2 separate regions of the Mus musculus genome follow, and region 2 is linked to region 1. A link is a contact called in public Hi-C data. All regions are on one chromosome and are shown on one strand. Each heading gives the region's core, a stretch centred on a gene start, on an enhancer-like site or on the middle of the called end of the contact. The rest is flanking DNA. Distances are from core to core; before and after follow the strand shown. Region 1 holds the start of Lss (lanosterol synthase). Region 2 holds the start of Ftcd (formiminotransferase cyclodeaminase).

Region 1 (2,700 bases), core at 109-2,608:
TGAAACCAAATTAGGGCAACTTCTTCCACAGGTCTCTGAGGTGGAGGGACTTAAATAACGAGGGTTGCTTCTACTCCTGTCTCCGGAAGGAGGTACCACACTTTTTGTTGTTTAGATTGAATTGAGGCAAACACTCACAAACACTGACCCACATCAGCAGCCCTCTTCTTTATTTATTTGTTATCATTTTTGAGATAGGGTCACACTACGTAGACCTGGCTGGCCTAGAACTTGCTCTGTAGACCAGGCTGGCCTCAAACTCACAAAGATCTGCCTGCCTCTGCCTCCTGGGTGCCGGGATTAAAGACCAGCACTACCATGCCCAGCCTCTTTATTTTCTGAGACAAGCTCTACTCAGCTGCCCAGGCAGATCTTAAACTTTATCCTTGTCACAGCCTACTCAGCGGCTAGGATTACAGGTATGCCTGCCGGGCCCAGGTTCATATCTGTTTTAAAAAACAAAAAATTATAAGCCTTATTATTAAAATAAAAAGAAACCTGCAAATTAATAAAAACATCGCACACCAAAATTAACCAAACACAAAGTCTACTCAACTTAATGACCTTGGCATTTGAAAAGGGAGACTGTGAAACTTTCCATAAAATGATGCACTTTCAGTACCCACTATATTTTATGCATTAATCTATTGCCCAAACCACAAAGCCCATGACAGAGTTAGAACTAGAAAAGCAACTAGCTTTACATCTTCTTACATAACTTGTGAACTTTCCTGATCCTCTTATAGTCAGCTTTTCCTCATATCACACTATACCCACATATACATTGGTTTACACATATGCATATATTACTGGCTGGTTGCCTGTTTTTTAAATAAGGCTCTCCACTGTTTCAGAGCTCTGGCTCAGGAAGGCACGGTGTAGGCTGATCAGTGATGGCTTCCAGTCTTGGGATGGAATGGTGCTTTCAGAATCACATCACTTACTGTGTCCAGTCCCAAAGAGTGGGCCTCTAGCCCGGTCTGCTCTCGACCAGGGTCGTCCTCCGCTTGATAATAAGTCCATCTCTGCCGACCCAACTCATTCTGGAGCCGCCAGCGGGTGAGATCGGTGGCGGGCTCAGTTTTATAGGGTCCCCCACGACGCCGCAGACACCTGAGGGGACCAGCGAGAGGAAGCAGCCTTCCTTAGACTCCGCCCAGGTGGGATGCCTGCAATCCAGGCATGCAGAGCCACCAGCCATGCCACCCTGCTGTCCAGACACCTTCCCTGCCACCGCCCTGCCGCGTCCCTCGCAACACCCGCGGGAAGCCCAGGGTCCGCGACTCACGTGCCCTCAGTCATGACAGCACTACTCTCTGCCACCGCTTGCCAGCCCTTTACCTGACAGCCTAGTGCACTGCGCAGGCGCGAGCCTCGGCCGACCGGAACTACTGGGTGGGCCGATGCGAGCTCGGCCAATCAGAGCATCACCAGGTGGGCACGAGAGACGCACCGCGACCACAGTGGCTGGGCGCAGGGCCGCCCGACGCCGCGAGGGCACCAGGGGGCGTGGCTGCGGGGCGGGAAGCGCTTTGGAGGCGGGGCCTATGAAAGAGGCCGGCCTGTGGGCGAGGACGGCCTGTGGGAGGGGCAGGCCCGTTGGAGGGGCGGGGCGGGATGGGGGGCGGGGCCGGCCCCTCTAGATCCTTATTGATGACAGCCTTGGACTTCTGGTCTGGGTGTTCTGAGCCGGGATACCTACAGGGTTGGTGAAAAATGGCCCCTCCGACATGCAGGAAAGAGGCCGCGGAAACCACGAGTGCTTCAGAAGTACGGAAGAGGCATGAGTGACCTGAGGTGAAACTAGCGTTGATCCGAGGCACCACATGGACCATCATGGGGCAGGGGCCTTGACCCGAGTGAAGGGAGGAGGAAACTATGATGACACGTAGTTGGGAAGAGGGTCAGAGTAGTGTTCTCAGAAAGCGGGCACAGGCTCCTCACAGGGAGCAGCTGCAGAGTGTGCAGAGGGCTGTGTCCTGACTCCCATTAGCAGGTAGAGTTCCACTTCCCTAGCCACAGCACTACTCTCAGGATACCTGGAGCTTGGAGTCCTACAAGTTAAAGGGGGAAAAGCCTTGATTATGTTTGACAGTAGAGAGGGAAGCAGGAAAGCCTGTGGTATGCCGGCAGAATCTAGTAGAGACGTGCAATGAAGAACATTTGAACAGATAGTATTTGAGAAGCATTGCTGGCATGCAGGAATGACGACCAGAGATCAGAAAAATATAATTCCAAGAACTCCCAGCGGTACAGTGTGTCCTACAGAGTGCCGACTTACTTACAACTACCCAAACCCGATAGCCTCCCTGCACCTAGCCCTCAAAACGCTGCCAAGGAAGGGGCCATGAACCACAAATCAGAGAAGGAAGAAGTAAGAGGCAAAGAACACTCACACACCTTCCCTAGATGGAAAATCGGAATTTTAGATGGCTAGTCAAGAACACTAACCTCTTCTTTGCCCAGTTTAGAAACTTGTAAAGATATAAGACAAGGCATTTTAACTGAGCCTTGCCTCAGACTATTGATTTGGGGACTGGAGGCCAATACTTAAGTCCAGTGCGTAAGAGCACTTGCTGCTCATTCAGAGGACCTGGAATTGGTTTATAGCACCCACATGGTGACTCACAGCCATCTATAACTTCAGTTTTAAGGAATCTAATGCCATTTTCTGACCTCCTCAGTCACCAGGCATGTGTG
Region 2 (2,700 bases), core at 151-2,650, 44 kb before region 1:
TGTGTTTGCTTTAGAGGCAGTTGACACATTTGCTTCCCAGCTCTTTGTCCTCTTCTGGCTCCCCCAGGCCTTAGTCTAGTCAAGACCTTGGGATGAGGAGCCCCTGTAGATGATCATAGAACCACTGGATCCAAAAAGAGAGGTAGCCACTCTAGAGGGCAGCTGATCTCCATAGCCTATGTCCTAAGGCTGTCTCCCTGCCTTCCCCCCAACCTGTTCCTGGGAATAGATACCAAGGCCACGCTTGACTTACACCGCATGGCCATGCATGCCCTGGGCCTGCCCCTCAACCAGAACGCCTTGTCACCAGCTCAGCCTGGAAGCTGAACCACAAGAGCCCGGGCTCAGCCTGAGCTGCCTCACCCTTGTGCTTGCTCATGTCGATGAGCTGTGAGGCCGTACGCGCAGCATGGAGGGCCCCCTCTACGACACACTCTGGCTGCCCCACGAAAGTGTAGACAGTGCGGTTGGTGGAGGGTCCGGCATCGACGTCCAACAGCACACAGCCTGGGGTCTGGGAGATGGCTCGAGAGATGGCATCAATCACCTGGAGAGAGAGGCCCGACACCGTGCCTCAGTCCCCACTTGGAAAGGCTGTAAACCCACACCCGCGTGTGATCTCAAGCAGGTAGTTTGGCCAGTTCCCCCAAAGAGCTGACCTTCATTCAGTCCAAGAACCCACATGGCACAACAAGGAAGGCCCCCCATGGGAGTGGCCATGATCACCCCAGGTTGAGGTTGGCCCAAAAAAATAAATAATGGGCCTTTTGCCAACACCCAGATACTCAGAGAAGGTGGACGGAGTCACATCCTTCTGGTGGGGACAGCCAGGGTAGGGACAGTCTGCTAATATGAGAGGTCAAAACTGGGGCCCAGAGCCCAAACCCTATCATGAGGACTGCTCTGTGCCTCAGTTTTTCCATCATGTAAGGGGGTTGATAATAGTGCCTGCCTCTCAAGGCTTCAGGGGTGAGGAAGGAGTTAATATATATGTGGGGGGTGACCTTTCCTGTGACCTCTGCCCTCTGCATCTCTCTATTCAGGGTACTTCGTTTTCAGGTAGGAACACTGCAGTCAAAGGATTCACTAGGCCCCTACCAGGAGCACTCCAAAATCCCCAGGCCCCCTGCCATTCCTCCAGAGTGTTCCAGAGCTGACAGAAATGGTTCCTGAGAGGGATCCAACAGGGCTGTGGCCCTGCCTGTTCTGGGAAGGCAATCTTCTCCCACACCAAACTCACTCCCTTCCTGGGACCAGAGCACCCACACAGCCCTGGAAGGAACCTCACCTCCTGGTTGTTCCCCTCTGAGAAGTTGGGGACACATTCCACCAACTGAGACATGGCCAGCACCTGAGTCCAGAGGTTCCTCTCAAGAGGCTGTAGAGGGACACAGAGTGACAACTCTCTGATGGCCCTGGGGCCTTTATACCTCCCCACAGTTAGTTTCTTATTAACCAGGGACAGTGCGATGGGAGCTGAAGAATGCAGGGGTGCTCTCTGGGATGAGCTTGACAAAAAGCACATGAACAGCGTCAGAGGGGCACAGGCCGAGGACCCCAGGAGGCCTAGAGGGACAAAGTTCAGGCTAGGGCATCAAGCCAACTTGAGCTCAAGGCCCAGCTTGGGCCAGGGTTGCCTCTTGACCATCCAGGTGACCCTGTATTGCCCTCAGAGTGTGGCCTTTCTGGAAGAGGCCCCATGGGACTTCTGGCTTAGTAACTCTTCATGTCGGGCCTGGTCCTCAGGGAGGTGGGGGAGGAGAAGCCATGTGTGAAGCCCAGCATAAAGCCTGGTCCTCCCCAGAAGTCGGCTTAGCTCAGAGAGGCAGGAGAGAGCATGGGGTGGGAGCAAGAATGTGTTTGACCATGGGGATTTATGTATGAGTGTTTGTGTGTACAGTTCATGGGTTAGATGTACATATGGGTGAACTGAGTAGGTGAGTGTGTGTATGTGTACGTGAGTGTATACAAGGGCATATGGGAATATGTAGGGGTTGGTGTGAATACACATGAGGGTGCTAATGTGTATATATGTGGGCCTGAGGTTTTCCACGGAGATCTCTGGCCAGGCCTGGTGCGAGGTTTCCTGCGAAGGGAAGCGAATGCAGGCAGGGAGGGGAAGTCACTTGCCCGCTTCTGCTGCACTGTCGGTCAATCAGCTCCACCTCCGTCTCTGCCATGCTGTAATTCCATGCCGCCCTGCACTAAGTCGGGTCGGGCTGGGCAGACAAGAAGCTGACTAGCCAGTGAGGAGTGTGGCAGGGCCTCAGGTGGCTCTTCAGGAGAACAGATCTCTCGCCAAGTGTTACAGCTCTTAGGACAAAGGCTCGGGTGGCGGAGTAGTTCTCGCACATCTTTATTCCCTGGAACGGACTTATATACAGTTTTGGGGATGATTTGGGGTTTTGACAGCAGGTACTTCTCATTGGCTTGGACTGAGAGTTTGGGGAAACCTTATTTGCATGTGGGAGGGCTTGGTGCAGCTACTACTTGATGGATGCCCATACCTCTCTGCAGGGGGCTGTGGGAGGCTGTAGCTACATGACAGGAGCCAGGTGCCCAGGAGGCATGGCCGAACTCCTGCCATCCCATGCAGGTGGAAATCTCCGCCCTCTGGGGCTCCGGGGTTCCAGACCTATGCTCAACTGGGGACCAGGTTATCTGTGCATAGCCCACCACCCCACACATATATAAGTAGAT

Evidence for each region. A called contact is a pair of places that touch in the nucleus more often than the background predicts.
Region 2: a contact with region 1 is called in a Hi-C map of liver, with 1.8 times the contacts expected there. The contact joins the promoter of Ftcd here to the promoter of Lss in region 1. A contact is called at or near these places in 8 of 39 promoter capture datasets (the 3T3-L1 cell line, 3T3-L1-derived adipocytes, embryonic stem cells and 3 more), 1 of 15 datasets of contacts at CTCF or cohesin (the NIH/3T3 cell line), 4 of 484 Hi-C or Micro-C datasets (all in liver), 5 of 115 datasets of contacts at active chromatin or transcription factors (embryonic stem cells, hepatocytes and pancreatic cancer cells) and 3 of 9 other capture datasets (adipose tissue, liver and pancreatic islet).

What each region holds. Positions count from the first base shown.
Region 1 is chr10:76,530,263-76,532,962 of GRCm38.p6, reverse strand. It overlaps Lss (lanosterol synthase), which reads right to left and starts at 1,358. Exons shown (of 22, transcript NM_146006.2): 1 at 1,289-1,358; 2 at 945-1,113. The coding sequence starts at 1,302.
Region 2 is chr10:76,574,348-76,577,047 of GRCm38.p6, reverse strand. It overlaps Ftcd (formiminotransferase cyclodeaminase), which reads right to left and starts at 1,400. Exons shown (of 14, transcript NM_080845.2): 1 at 1,289-1,400; 2 at 364-547. The coding sequence starts at 1,342.